Regions from separate parts of the Triticum aestivum genome. Here region 2 is linked to region 1. The links are chromatin contacts, called in public Hi-C maps. All regions are on one chromosome and are shown on one strand. Each heading gives the region's core, a stretch centred on a gene start, on an enhancer-like site or on the middle of the called end of the contact. The rest is flanking DNA. Distances are from core to core; before and after follow the strand shown.

Evidence for each region. A called contact is a pair of places that touch in the nucleus more often than the background predicts.
Region 2: a contact with region 1 is called in a Hi-C map of leaf, with 5 times the contacts expected there. The contact joins the promoter of LOC123120484 here to the promoter of LOC123120481 in region 1. A contact is called at or near these places in 1 of 5 Hi-C or Micro-C datasets (leaf) and 1 of 1 datasets of contacts at active chromatin or transcription factors (leaf).

The regions. Positions count from the first base shown.
Region 1 is chr5D:247,043,086-247,051,018 of IWGSC CS RefSeq v2.1, reverse strand. LOC123120481 (F-box/LRR-repeat protein 3) reads left to right here and starts at 3,388. Exons shown (of 7, transcript XM_044540484.1): 1 at 3,388-4,165; 2 at 4,638-4,766; 3 at 5,026-5,130; 4 at 5,210-5,603; 5 at 5,720-6,144; 6 at 6,232-6,483; 7 at 6,619-6,953. The coding sequence starts at 3,482. The coding sequence ends at 6,678.
Region 2 is chr5D:247,199,604-247,207,536 of IWGSC CS RefSeq v2.1, reverse strand. LOC123120484 reads left to right here and starts at 3,182. Exons shown (of 3, transcript XM_044540486.1): 1 at 3,182-4,252; 2 at 5,752-5,835; 3 at 6,243-6,571. The coding sequence starts at 3,452. The coding sequence ends at 5,805. It overlaps LOC123120483 (kelch-like protein 2), which reads left to right. Exons shown (of 11, transcript XM_044540485.1): 7 at 39-238; 8 at 1,320-1,396; 9 at 1,752-1,853; 10 at 2,086-2,281; 11 at 2,581-3,039. The coding sequence ends at 2,670.

The DNA.
Region 1 (7,933 bases), core at 2,139-4,638:
AAAGGTGGCAAGATGTGAACGCGGGTTGTGGATGAGGCCGGCCCCGCCGCAAGCGTCCATTAAAAAGGACAGGCACGTGGCCCTTCTAAACACTGCCAGGCGGGCCCGGTGTCGGTGGTCGTCATAAATATGACCGCGGGCGGTAGTTTGTCGGCCGACATGCGAGGCCGCAGCGGACACTGAGGGTACGCGCGGCATGTCCGCTTCGCGTCCGCACCGACGCATTTTAGGCGCAATTTTGGGCCGGGAATAGATCCGCGCGAACGCGAAGCGGATTATTTTTGAGAATGGGTCGCGTTGAGCCAGCGTTTTTATCCGTGACGGCTCAAACAGACGTGAGCGAACGAAATAGGTCGTCTGGTTGAAGTTGCTCATAGATACACTTTTCATTGAACGGAAAGAGTACAGTAGTTTTTTTTCTTCTTTCAAATCTCTTTGGGAGCCTGAAAACAGTCCTTATCCGCACCCACGGACATGGCGTGGACGTGAGGGTGCCACTGCTGGATGGGGACAACAGACGGGTGGGCCCGCTGACGCGTCGGCAGGTAGGTACCGGATGCGGAGGCAGGGACAGCCAGCCAGGCAGGCAGGCGGAGCCGCAGATGGAGCCTTCCCAGGAAAGGGCCGGGCTGGGAGGGAGGCTATCAAGCAACCTTCCAAACGGAAAAGGAGGCGAGATGGGATCAGATCAGATCAGCTCGGCTCGGCTGTTCCCCATCCATCATCATATCTTATCGTTTCTTCTGGGAGAGTGCTTATCAGGGCGAGGTGTGTACTGAGGACGTAGGAGTAGTACAGAACGGAACGGGTCCTTTTTGGTACGGCGGTCGCCACACGCGCACTCCACCGTCATCACCCGCCGCCCGGGCATCAGCTGGTGGAGGGGCATCTTTCTTCTTTATTATGTACACTTGCTTTTCTATTTTCTACTCGTACGAAAGGAAATCTAGCCGCCCAGCCATGCATCATGCATGTGACCGCGACCACCCCAATAATTTCGAACAGGAACTACCGTGATTGCATTCAGTAGTTTCTCTCTCAAATTAGGTCTGCAAGAATTTTTTTGGGGTTATACTGCTAATTATTATTTTTAAATAAACAGTCTATCACTAATTTTTATCCAAGTAATAAGTGGCACATTATGTGGCACTTCCGTCTTGACGTTTTTCGATGGCGATTTCAGTCATGCAAGGATGACACATTTCAATTACACACGGTACGTTTCTGTCAAAAATAAGCTGAAGCATGAAAATTATGATGTTTTGCCAACTAAAGTTGCCCTCGCGTAATTAGACTTGCCATCGAAAATGTTTGGAGTTGCCAACTAAAGTTGCCACCCTCAGGGTCCAATTTTTATAGGGATAAGTGTATATGTGTACGTATGAGTATTTGTGTTTGTACTGTGTTAAAAAAATAAATTTTATTTTTAAACCCTAGTTTTTGCGAACCAAAAAATAAAAGAAATTCACTCTGAAATAGAAAAGGAAATCATTGATCACAGTATGAAGCCTTGATCTAAAGGACAAGCTAAAATAGACAGAACTTGGGTACGGGTACATTTTTCGAGTCGAATTTAGGTAGGAGCACATAGAAACACCACTTTTGTAGATGCTCGAGCTAGTGGGTGATCGATAGCTTATTGTTCCCGTTACGTGCTTTTCTGACTTTTGCGCGCACGGAAATGGGGCCATCAAGGCTGGTCTTGCTCTCGAATCGACACATACCTAACATGTAATTATTGGCCTGCTAGCCACGGAAATAAATAAGTGGAGATTTATGCCTGTAGTATTTTTCACTCTAAAAAATAAGTGGAGCCATCAAGGCTGGTCTTGGAAGGACGGCTGTGTTGTAAAAAAAATGTGCTCATCTCACACTTCCACGAGCTCGAATTTGGAATCAAAATTTCAAGCAGATGCACAATGGCCTCAAAATTGGAATTAGAAATACACAACTTCATGCCGTTTGGAGAATACATGTTTCTCATCTTTCAATCTTTTTGGGTGATAGTGCTATAACATAGCAGTAAACAATAACAATAGTTATAAGGGCATCTTCAACGGCGTGCTGCAATTCAAACACGTCCAACCATCTCTATTTACTCAAAAAATTATTCACGTATATTTATTAATGCGGCTTCTGCCAAATACACAGCTTGCTTCCGCTAAAACACACACACAATTACATGCTCCATGCGTCTTCCCCCAAAGCAGATAGCTACATAAAACGGTTTGCTTCCGCTAAGACACACATACACCTACATGATTCATGCGGCTTCTGCCAAAATACACAGCTTGCTTCCACTAAAACACACACACACCTACATGCTTCATGGGGCTTCCGCCAGAACAGATAGCAACATAAACTGCTTGCTTCGGCCAAAACACACAGCTTGCTTCCGACAAAACCCTCACCACCAAGACAAGTGCGATCAGCTTCCGCCAAAACACACACACACACATGCACACGTTTATGTCGAACTTTCCGCCAAACATCGACGACACCAGCTCCAAACTGAGGTCTAGCCAGTAGAGAGTAGGGAAGAGGGCTAAATCCAGGCTAATGTCGCGTCGCTCAATCCATCTAATTTTCTTTAGAAGCATGCACCGTGGGGGTATGTGGTGATTTTTTGGTTGGCTGGTGGACGTCCGGACTCCAGCAAACCTTTCCAGATTTACTTTCAGTTTTAAGCATTAATGCCGCACCATATTTGATGAAAAAAAAAGTGAGAACACCTTGGTTCAGACGTTGTGATTTGCTGGACGCAGTCGGAGATGCCCTAACACCTCACAAAAAAAGCTTATAAAAGAAATATTCTATGCAGTGATAACCGGAGTGCTCTCTCTGCCTTGGAAGCAACTCCACGCAGTTCCCCAGTGCGTGCCGTCCCCGGGTAGTACGGGGCCAGTCAAATGAAAAAAATCCGCCTCCCCCTTTCTCACCACCTTCCCTCCTCACCCTTCACCACCCCCTCCCGGACCCACACGTCACCATGAGGTTCGAAGACGCGGGTAAGGGCCGAGGCCGGTGCGCGTAGCGGCGGGGCATCGTACCCGTCCGGCTGTACGATCCGTTCCGTTCCGTCCCTCCCCCGCATCGTACCCTCCCCGCTCTCCCTCTCAGGCTCTCACCTCGCTTTCCCCGCCATCTTTTCGGTTATTCCACCCCTGCCCCCGCCTGTACCTCCTCCGTACAGTCCTTTCCCCGCCGCGCAATGACCATGCCACCCCCGGTCGTCGCGCGCGCCGTACTCCCCTCGCGCTCTAGCACGCGGGGGCAGATAGGGAAACGCAGGTGGGGCGTCTCGCGGGGGCCGTGATAAGGCGACGCAGGGGCAGTCTCGTCATTTTGCCCCTTCCTTGCTTTTTCCCTCTCCTCCTTCTTGATTGTTGCGTGTGAGTAGGCCGTGGCCAGCCATTGCTACTCCCTCCGTCCGTTCTTGGTGTCGCAGCGGACAACCAACTGCCAACCTGCCTTGCCCGTCATGGCCACGGCGATCCACGGCCACCTCCACAAGCGCCGACGCGTCTGCTCTGCCGCGGTTCCGGTTGCGGTCGCGCCGATCGACTCGCTGGCCGACGAGCTTCTTTTCTTGGTCCTGGACCGGGTGGCGGCCGCCGATCCGCGCGCGCTCAAGTCCTTCGCGCTCGCCTCCCGCGCCTGCCACGCCGCCGAGTCGCGCCACCGCCGCGTGCTCCGCCCGTACCGCGCCGACCTCCTCCGCGCCGCGCTCGCCCGCTACCCCACCGCCGTCCGCCTGGACCTCACCCTCTGCCCGCGCGTCCCCGGCGCGGCCCTCGCCGCTCTCTCCTCCGCGCCCATGCCTTCCCTCCGCGCCGTCGACCTCTCCCGCTCCCGCGGCTTCGGGGCGCCCGGCCTCGCCGCGCTCGTCGCCGCCTGCCCCGGCCTCGCTGACCTCGACCTCTCCAATGGGGTCGACCTCGGGGACGCGGCGGCCGCGGAGTTGGCCCGGGCGCGGGGCCTGCAGAGGCTCTGCCTTTCGCGCTGCAAGCCCATGACGGACATGGGGCTCGGCTGCATCGCCGTCGGGTGCCCGGACCTGCGGGAGCTCACGCTCAACTGGTGCCTCGGGATCACGGATTTGGGGGTCCAGCTCCTCGCCCTCAAGTGCAAGAAACTCAGGACCCTGAATCTTTCCTACACCATGGTGAGCCATGCTTCTTCTTGATCTCTATCCATCACGTCCTGTTCCATTTCTTGGATGAAGGGAGTTATGGCTTCGGGTTCCCCGTTCATGCGTTTCTTGATTCCAGAAACACTTTAATTAATGAAAAAAAGAGAGTTGATTTTGGTGCTTTCTTGGAAAGTTTAGATGTACATGTCTCTCACGTGAATTTCTCCATACGGCTTGACTGTTTTCCCTTTCGATCTTTGTAGGAGATACTAGCACAACGGTTTGATGTTTTTAGCAACTCTGTTTATATTTTCTTCTGCAAGAAATGCTCATGGAATTGGACTATCGCAGTGGAATTACTTTTCTTGTTTTTTTCTGTCAAAGAATTGGACTACTGCAGTAAAAAAATACCTTTTGAGGATGGGAATCAGTAATTGGCTACTTTCTGTTGAGGTGCCAAATAGACAAACGCATTGGACTAATAAATACTTATATTGCATTGCAGATCTCCAAAGACTGCCTTCCAGCCATCATGAAGCTACCCAATCTTGAGGTGTTAGCACTGGCGGGATGTGTTGGAATAGATGATGATGCCCTTGGTGGTCTTGAGAATGAATGCAGCAAATCACTACGGGTAATCATCAAACTAGACCATTTTGTTTCATGTGTTAGTGTTGTGTGTGTCATGTCACCTTCATTTGATCACTATTAGGCTCATCAACTCTTTGTGTAGGTTTATATGGTTAATGTCGCTATTTTAATATAGCATGTTTGGCACGTCCATACATGTCGATGTGAAACAAGTAGTTACATTAGAACATGTGTAGGCACTCAACAAAGTTTCCCAAGTATCGTGGCCAATAAACTTGAAAATAACACTTCTACTCTTGCAGGTGCTCGATTTGTCAACCTGTCGGAATGTCACTCATACGGGAGTTTCATCAGTTGTGAAGGCAGTGCCAAATCTCTTGGAATTGAATCTGTCGTACTGCTGTAATGTAAGTATCTAATTGTAGTACCATCATCTGGGCATAACTTGACCTTCTCTAGTTTGTCTTACATTCTTCTTTTTGGCAGGTTACTCCATCTTTGGGAAAATGCTTCCAAATGCTTCCTAGATTGCAGACCCTGAAATTGGAAGGCTGCAAGATCATGGCTGATGGACTAAAATACATTGGAATTTCTTGTGTTTCTTTAAGAGAGTTGAGCCTGAGCAAGTGCTCAGGAGTGACAGATACTGATCTGTCTTTCGTTGTGTCAAGACTAAAGAATTTGCTGAAGCTGGACATTACTTGCAATCGCAATATCACTGATGTTTCATTAGCTGCCATCACTAGCTCATGCCCATCCCTCATCTCTCTAAGAATGGAATCCTGTAGTCATTTTTCTAGTGAAGGGCTCCGACTGATTGGGAAGCGCTGTTGCCATTTGGAAGAGTTGGATATCACAGACAGTGATTTGGATGATGAAGGTTTGTACTGAAACTCAAATTTCTTACTATTATTTTTGGTAAATGGACGCGGAATTAACTGTTTCTCGCAACAGCGACTACAAAAAGTTAACAGTGATGAGATCTTTCCCGTGCAGGCTTGAAAGCTCTGTCTGGATGCAGCAAACTGTCAGTCTTAAAAATTGGAATATGCATGAGGATAAGTGATGAAGGCCTTATCCACATTGGGAAGTCTTGTCCAGAACTCCGAGATATTGATTTGTATAGGTCTGGGGGTATTAGTGATGAGGGGGTTACTCAAATTGCTCAAGGTTGTCCAATGCTAGAGTCTATCAACCTGTCCTACTGTACAGAAATAACAGATGTTTCGTTGGCGTCGCTCTCAAAATGTGCAAAGCTGAACACACTGGAGATCCGTGGTTGCCCCAGTGTTTCATCTGCTGGGCTCTCAGAAATAGCAATAGGATGCAGGCTACTTGCCGAGCTTGATGTCAAGAAATGCTTTGCGATCAATGATGTGGGGATGCTTTTTCTTTCCCAGTTCTCTCATAGCCTCCGTCAGGTATGACCTTTTCTGTTATTTTATTATTTTTGAGAGAAAAAAACTTGAGATACCTTGCACATAATTTAACATTGCTGCATCATACAGATAAACTTGTCATACTGTTCGGTCACCGACATTGGACTCCTGTCCCTCTCTAGCATATGTGGGCTTCAGAACATGACGATTGTACACTTGGCGGGTATTACACCTAATGGCTTGATGGCTGCTCTTATGGTCTCTGGTGGTTTGACAAGGGTGAAGCTTCACGCAGCGTTCAGATCTATGATGCCTCCGCATATGCTCAAAGTCGTCGAGGCTCGCGGCTGTGCTTTCCAGTGGATTGATAAACCATTCAAGGTATTCTACTTGCCCCCTTGCAAGCCTAGGTGTAGAAGATTTGAAGTTGAATTATTATTTGTATTAACACTTCTCATCTGTCTTTTATGATGTATTCTGTAGATATATCAACTGACAAGCGTGTGGTCTTTGCAGGTCGAGCAAGAACGATGCGACATATGGCAACAACAGTCTCGAGATGTGCTTGTACGATGAGATTATGAGAAATGCTTTGTTGTCGTCGTCTTGACTGTCAGGCTACATGAACATGATGGTGTAGAACGAGGCTTTGCACCAAGGTGGAGTGTACAGAACAGACGTTATCGGAACAATGTTGTATATGTATGCTTCGTTCAGTGGACTGGGAAGTTCTTTTGTTGTGCCGTATCCTGTATATAGAGAAGCAGGAGATAGATGAAACCATAGAGAAATTAGTCAAATTACTGGAGGTCGACCTGTACTTTACTGATCAATATGAGAGTTCGATTACCTGTCGGCCTGTCCAATGTGTTCTTATTTGGAATGAGGTGTTTGGCCTGTGTTTTTTCTGGTGTCCAATTCTCAAATCATGAATGGTTATGGTATACTGCATGATACAACTAGATGCAAAAGGAAGTTGCTTTTGCTACCTCAGGTTAATTATTCTTTCTATCTTCTTTTCCAGATAGATAGTGTTAATGTGTATTGTACCTGTGTATGTATGTGTACTTGTACTCCTAGTTTATAGGATCATGGAGCATGCCCAGGCCTGCGTGCCACTTCCATCGGGCTCCTTGTAAGCGCTTCAGTGTGTGTATATCTTGTACTCGGTGTGGGTGAATGAATGCACAGAGACAATTAATCATTCTACTTGGTATCAGACTCCAGGCGACCCCCCATGGCCGAGCACTCGACCGCCTCCGCCATTTCTCCGGCCACCAGCTCGGCCACCTCGCCGGGGACTCTCTCCAGCTCATCCACTGGCGCCGGCACCACCGCCGGCACTTCCTCTCCCTTCATCTTCGGCACCACTCCCTCTTCCCACAGTGGCTCATCCCCATCGCTTGGCTCTCAGTTCACCCCCCTCTTCCCCCCCTCCACGGCGCCGCCGCTCTCCTTCGCCGCCGCTCCTTCCCCCCACCCCATTTTTCGCAACAGCATCCAGAACCACATCAAATTTCTTCTCAACCCCAACGATCACAACTACCACAAGTGGAAGTCCTTCCTCCTTGTTCTGATCCGCTACGGCGTCACTCAGTTCATCGAACAACCCCTTCCCCCCAACGCCACCGCCTTCCAGCGCGAGCTCGACGCCCACCTTGTGCTTTGGATCTAGTCCACCCTCGCCGACAACCTCGTCAATCACGTCGTCGGGGCCACCACCACCTACGATCTCTGGCATCGCATTCGCGACTACTTCCGGGCGAACCGCGCGGCGCGGTACATGATGTTGAACCGGCAATACCGCAACCTCAAGCAGGGGGATCTCTCC
Region 2 (7,933 bases), core at 1,933-4,432, 160 kb before region 1:
TTAGGTCCTAATATATGCATGCATCCTTTCTCCTGAAGTTGACTGTTATGACCGAAGACGTGATGATTGGACCCCATGCCCAGCACTGACTCATGGAAAGGGGAGCCTCGCTGGAGTTGGTTTGCATGGGAAAATTTATGCATTTGGCGGTGGAGATGGCATTTGCTGTTTCTCTGACATGGAGGTGTTTGATCCTGCTCAGGGAAAGTGGACAAAGAGTCACCCTATGCTAGAAAAGGTACATACGTTTTCAACATGTCATCCTTGATTCAACTTACCTCCATTGCAGAATGATTTAATCGAGTCTAGTAATTGTTGTATACGCTGCAGACCAGGAAAGTTACTAGTTATGAACGAGTACTACACCGTAAAGAGAAAAAACTGTGGGTTTACAGGAAAACTTAGTTATGAACGAGTATGAGTAGCCTACTGATAAATTAGTTGCTCCATTTTCAATACAAAGACGAGATAGTACCAACTTTTATCTCTTCATTCTCGATGCAAGCATGAGAACTACGAAATCCTAAGCAGTTACAGATAGAGCCTCCATGTACCAACTTCATCCTTAGTCGGTCATCTCCTGGGGAAACCACACCTTGTTTCAGTGCGCATGTTAAAAAGGAGGATTAGCATAAGTTGGTTTTCAGCGGGTTGCTCTTTCTTGAATTACCATAAGTTGGCCTAACATTGTTCCATCTTATCCCAAAGTTGTAGATTTCTCCACCATAACCTCCACACCACTGCCTAATATCCACAACAATGTCTTTGACATACTCGATGGTTCCTTCTCCCACGAGGATCACCAGAAATACCATGCTGGTTTTGCCTTTAACTGGATGGGGTCAGGGTTAAGTCTTCTGTAAGGAAAGAAACGGGGGCTCCGCTAATTCATTATAGATGTATGGAATTTAGAAGTTTTCCCTGCTTAAGCAGGGAGACAGTCTCTTATTCAAGTGAACAAATGAACAAAATGTGTTCATGGATATGAACATAAATAACTTCTAGGTGTTGGTCTCCACTGCTTATTTGCTTTAAATTTGTAAATTTTACTTTCTGTTGACTAGCGAAACTCGTTAGTATCTTTTATTTTGTAAAATGCATCTAAAGCTGGCATCAAGGAGGACCATTTTATGGAAAGATAATGATTGTCCTGATGCAAAAGTGCGTACTTCTGTAGTACTCTGTATAATTGTTCTTGTTTCTCTATTTGCTATTTATGGTTTCTTACTCATGTCCATATAATGATATATTCCAGCCTATAAACCTCTATGATGTGATGATTGCTTTTGCCTGAACAATCTGTGCTGCTTGGTTTTCAGCGCTTTTCTCTAGCTGGTACGGAACTTAATGGTGTGATTTATGCAGTTGGCGGTTTCAATGGCGTTCGATATCTGAGGTGATATCCTTTCACCACTTGTACTTATTTTGGCAAGTTTCAGTTACAAACTGATTTAGATACTATCAACCCAGCAAAAGTAAGTAGTTTAGTGCAGCAATACAACCTGCAAAAGTCTTAGAGCACATATCATAACTCATGGTTTAGTGCATATTACTCTATCGACCTCCTTTTCGAGCAACAGAGAAATACTCTCCTTATATCGAAGCAGTATGTAAATCTGTAATCAACTGAGTAATTGCACGGTATTCGTTAGCCTATTTTCTTTATGGCTTACATGACAATGAACTTATTATTTCTTCAAAGTGAGAATGTATGATTTCCATTTTGCTAATGCTACGATGTTTGTTACCAGCTCTGCTGAGAGGCTTGATCCTAGGGAGCCTAACTGGAAAATGCTCCCAGCAATGAGTACAGTAAGAGGTTGTCATACGGTGGCAGTGCTTGATGAGAAGATGTAAGTATGTGCATCTCTTTTTACAGATCAGGACGGTCCACTAAAAATTGTAGAATGTGGGCATCTAACTAAGTCTCTGGTATAGCTCTTCATGTCATATCACAGGGATCAGCATGAATTTTGTACGATGTCGGCCATCTAATCTGAACTTTTGTTTTACTGACTCTCGTTACAACTGAAAACAAGCATAGATGCCCGTCATGGTGCTTTACAATGTCGTGTTTTCTTTCAGATATGTAATGGGTGGTTATGATGCTGATGCTGGAGCAATGGTGTCCACCGTTGAGGTGTACGAGCCAAGAATGCCGTCATGGGTGATGGTGGAACCAATGAACTACACCAGAGGGTACCACTCTTCAGCTGTGCTTGGTGGCTCGATATTCACACTGGGTGGGGTCAAAGGTGAAGCAGATACAATCTTGGATGTGGTAGGTAGCTACACCCAGATGCAATTTTCTTACAATGTCCAAGCAATTTTCTGCCGAGCACCATACGGCTAACATAACATCCAACCTACATTACTGCCTAGATTATCCTTCAGTTTCAGCCGTTTTATCACTTGATTCTCTCGCTGTTTGATGTGTACTCCCTCTGTAAAGAAATATAAGATCGTTTAGATCACTACTTGCTGATCTAAACGCTCTTATATTTCTTTGCAAGGGGAGTAGTTCTCAGAAAAATTGCGTTGATCAATTGTTGAAACCTTTTGTGTTGGATGGATTGTCAGGTGGAGCGCTACAAGGAAGGCTGTGGTTGGGTGAATACAGGGATGAAGTCAACCGGCAGCAGATGCTACTGCTCTGCCATTGTTCTCTGACCGACCGGCTTTCTCCGATCTACGTTGACACTCCGAACCTATACCTACTATCTAAGTACTCCCTCCGTCCCGAAATACTTGTCATCAAAATGGACAAAAAAGGATGTATCTAGAACTACAATATGTCTAGATACATCTCCTTTTATCCATTTTGATGACAAGTATTTCCGGACGGAGGGAGTATCTCTCTAAGCTGCTGCTGCTGCTGCTGATGAGTGAACTGCAAAGCAAACTGTTAAGACCCTGGAGGGTCCTCTCTTTGTCCTTGTCTGAATTCAGAAGCCCTTGCCTCCTGAGCCGAGAAAACCGTCATCGACTGTCCAATTTCTCGTTTCTTGTTTTTTGGATCTTAATTGACAGCGCAGCAAACATCTAATTTGAAACTGAACTGAATTGCGAAAAAGGACACGAACTATATGGACGAACATTTGATTTGTTACCGTATGCTCATGATCATTTTTCGCTGTCGTTTGCCTTCCTGTTGTTTGCTGAAGCAACTTCAGGGCACCAGACACAGCAAGAGAACACCAGAGTTTAGATTCAGGCCCGGCTTGAAGCCTTGACATGATCCTTGATTTTCAAAAAATTCTTGAAGATGGTTTCAAAAGATCTTTTATTTGCCATATTTTATGTACTTTTTATATTTAAAAAACGTGAAATTGTACTAGAACTGTAGAAGTAGGGCTGGCGTGCAGAAAGTGGTTGTTGAGATAGTAAAGAGGACGTGCAGAATACTGACCTTTACACGTCCCCATCGATCGCATCACATCCCAACCCACCGATGGCCGTCGGCGAGGAGGTCAAGCTCTCCATCTCCGGCGCCGCCCTCGCGGCGCTCCTCCACCGCTGCGGGGCCGCCGCGGGTGACTGCGACGGCCTCCTCTTCGGCCGCGCCCACCGCCCCCCTCCGCCGGCCCCCACCCTCTCCGACTACGATGACCAAGCCCCCGCCTCCCCGTGCCTTTTCATCTCCATCTCCGGCCACTCCTCCCTCTCCAACCCATGCTCCCTCTCAGATCCCCTCGGCCGCCCCAACCCGCCACCGCCCTCCTCCCCTTCCCCCCTCGGCTTCTTCTCGTCCCGCCGCCGCGCCCCTCTCCGCCCCTCCATGCGCGAGCTCGCCCTAGCGTGCTCCTTGTCCAAAACCCTATCGCCCCTCACCCACCCGCTCCTCTTCATCCTCGCCTCCCCCTCCGCTTCCGACGATCTCTCCACCCACTCCTTCGACTACCGCGCTTTCCTCCTCGTCGGATCCCGCCTCGTCCCGACCTCGCTCACCGTCGTCAACGTCGGCCCCGGCTTCCGGGACCAGTACCACTCCTTCGCCCCGGAGTCGCCCTTCCCGTTGCTGCAGACTAAGCCGCCGGCGGCGGCGCCCCAAGCAGAGGATGCTTACAGCATTGGAGAGCAGAAGGCGGTCGATGCGATGGTGGACGGGTTTGGGCTGGGGAAGCTGCAAGGGCTCGTCTGCGCTGCAGCCGGGCAGGCGGCGGAGATGGATAGCATGTATGCCGGGATGCTCCGGAGGATGGAGAAGCTCGCCAGGGAGGTGGAGAAGAGCAATCACCGCGTGCTCGACCAGGTTGTCTTTTCATCCTGCCTATGATGTTGTTCTTACAGTGATTCCATGCGGAATGCATTTACGAGTTATTGCGCAAACCATCTAGTGGTTGAATTGTGCTTTGAGGGGTTCTTGCAATTTAGTCAGTAATTCAGTATGTTGGTTTGGAGCTACATCTTGCAAAGTTTTAACCGAAAATGATCAGCTCGGAGCAACGGTGACTATTATTCATGCAAATAGTTGCATAGTTTGGCAAGAAACATTTCCTTATGCAAGGGTGGTAGTTATTCATGCCTACGCAGAGTAGTGTGTAGAGAATTAGTCATTCTGGTCAAGATTTGATTCTCCTTCATCACAACAGGTTCACTCGTGTAGATTATGCATGGGATATGAAAGTTTCCTTTCCTTTCAAGAGTGCATTGTTTATGCTCAATTGGTTGTCAGCATTCATGAAATAGCTTTCAAGAGTATTTTTCATGTAATCGTATGCCACAGCTGCACTCATGGAAGTATATAGATAAGCTAACCAAATAGCTACATGTTCAGTCCCAAATCCAAAAAAGTCTCGCCATCACTCCCTCAGTCTATCTCCTATTTCAATCTTGCTCCACCAAGATGCTTGATTCCATGAGCTAAAATATGAACTATAAAGTCCCAGTAAAATGGCTTGCAGTGCCAATTGAAATTTGGGCCTAGAGCTGCTCTTATTCAAGGCAAGAAAAGGCGGAACATACTGAGTTGGAGAAAGGGTTTATAAAGCCAGGGCCCGTCCTGAGATTTGGAGGGCCCAGGGCAAAACTAGAAACTGGGGCCCTTGATATGCAAAAGAAAAACAAATCAGTTTCTTGTGGAAAAAAAAATCTGAACACACCATGTCGGTGAGCCGTATGTATATTTGAGATTTAGTTGGCCTAAAGGAGGAAGAGAAGCTTGCTGCCACATTTTAAATGTATTGATCACCCATCACGGTATAATTGTTTTATATCTTCAGAAAGAAGAGAGCGAATCTCACTAAATATACCGAGAAAAAAGATAAATTTTCTGTGAAAATGCAAATCAGATATGGCTTTCAGAAAAGATATTTTTACTTGTGGTGGAAAATAATGATGAGAATACAAATCTGGAAAGGCCTTTACACGAAACCGAAAAGTAAAATGAAGAAAGCTAAAATACTATCAGTGTGCCATGCGCAGTTTTCGTATGTAGCTGGCAAACTCACCCCCAAAAGAGAGGATGTGTATTATCATGGTTTTGCCTTCACGTGCCATGTGGTGCTCATACACACAGAAAGCCAATTATAAACCGTTAGAAAATTAAATAGCTGAACCATGTGTTGTACTAATTGATTGCTCGAGTCAACATGGGAACCTACTATCTACTACACCGGGCTTTAGTCCAAGATTGAGCGACGAAGCGAAGCGTCGGAAGGGGCATGAGAGGATTTGGCACTCGAGTAGTTGCCACTGAATGTGTGCGCTCTGTTATTGATCGTCTTGTCATTTGTCCATGTGATTCTGTAGGAAAGGCGGAACCTGGTGCTGAGGTGTAAGACAGCGGGACTGCAACTGCAATAAAAGACCGAAGCTTCTTTCGGTCTCAGCAAGGTATAGCCTGAATTGGGACTCTTGTAAAACTTGCTTCAATCAATGTCTGTGCTCCTGAGGGTTATCGCTTACTCTTTTGTAGTTTTGTTACGACATACTTCTGTTACAGTAGTTGACTCATTCTGCTCTGAGACATCCAGATTCTAGGGTGACTAATTGATGATCTTGATTGCACTAGTTCATTTAGTTCATATAGGAACTGGTAAAATTGCAGTCTCGAGATTCCAGCACATTTCGTAGCGTGCTAGTTCTGCAACTATTTGGTACTTTGCCGCCGCAAGGAGCAACTTTGGGCCCGATGTACTTAAACCTGAAATGTTGCTGTGTTGGCGCTTGTGTATTCTCGATTATGTATAACATATCAACCAGCCTATGTTGACTTGTGTTTCACTTAACTCTCTGTGCAGTGTGTATATGCTCCGGAATACTGGAGCAGGGCGTCTCCAGTCAGGGATTGATCGTGCATTGCACGGCAGTAGTTCAGCCATTGGAGTAATGGCTCTCTAGGGTGAAAGATGGTGTGCTCCATGGATGGAGTTGGGACGGGCGGCTTGCCGTTCAGAAACTGGTGGTGCTGGCAAAGTGCAGCGTTGAGTCATGGTCGTCGTTGTGATGCTCCTCCTATTCGTTTATCATGCGATTGAGCGGACTGAGTCGTAATGTATTTCCTCAGACACTACATAACAACATTATGTTATGGAGATAATGATTTGTTATGGCGATTATGATTTGTTGATTTTTCTTTTCTTTCTGCACTGATGATTTGTTGACTTGTGGTTTTTCTCTCCACCGTTTCCTTCTTCAGGGGTGGCCCTCGTAAAATCAGGCAATTGATGGTGATAATGTAATGACGTGGTGGCCTCCTTCACGGGCAATCTCGCTCAGCTTTTTAAGCACACATTTGACACGAAGGGGCTCAGATTGGCTGACTTTAACGTAACACTAGCAAAGATGCCCATGCGTTGCAACGGGAGAAAACAACCCTCACACGCCCTTGCCCACTGAGCTAAGGCTAAAGACCTCACCCTCACGTCTATAACATAATAAACATGACTAATACCTCATCCTCATGTCCACATCCTCCATTTCAATATAACACCAGACACATGTTCCTGCTTGTCATCTTTGCGGTCCTTGTCGCCGGTGGTCGCAGTACTAGTTGTCACTAACCAAGGTTGGCCAGGTCCAACAACTGGATTGTTGAGCCGCCTTCGTGCCCGACGAACATCAAGAGTGTTGAACAAAGTTTCTTTTATCATTTGGCTAATATAATAGGGAAAAGCACCGCACATAATGTAAATTGAGTAGTTTGTGTCAGATAGACCATGAAAACTTAGTTGTACTCCTCATGCATTTTGACGGGAGTCATTGGGCCGAGTGAGACTGGTCGTACGTGAAGACGCGACAAAGAAAAAGATTCCTTCCATATCGTAGTTTAATAAACTGAATAAACTGAACTAAAACAATGCATTAGAGTGGACATATGTCAAAAATTCCCCAAGTTTTATTAATAGGTATAGATTAAAAAATAATGTTTTAAAAATGATTGCCTTTTCAAATTTAAAGTTCAAAAAATATTTTTGTTTTTAAAATGTTTGCAAATTCGGAAAATAATCACAACAGTGCCTCTTAGTTTTTTTTTTGTTAAAAAAACTCAGGTTTCAAAATAAATAAAAAGAGAAGTATTGTTTTTTTTAAATGTTCGAGTTCAAATTTTTTGTTAACAACTTCGCAAAATTTTCACGTTCTAAAATATATTCATTTTTTTGGAAAACAAATCTTCTCCTCTTAGTATCAGGCGCGACTGTGAGCTTAATTTATACTTTCACGCGGGTAATTGAACACCAAGCCGTCTTGTTTAGTCCAGCGGTAACTTTTTGAACGCTCTAGCGTGAGCTGCTGGGATCGATTCCTGGTTGTGCAGTATTTTTCCTTGCAATGGTTTCTACTGGCTTGCGCTGTTGGTGCTAATGGGCCGGCCCATTGCGTCCTGTGATTTGTCTTTTTGACTGAAACGAATCGGGAGAACCAGAAAACTCTACCGTGGAAACACCTCGACGTACGAAAATTATCTTGGTCCTGCGGTAAACCAAAAAAA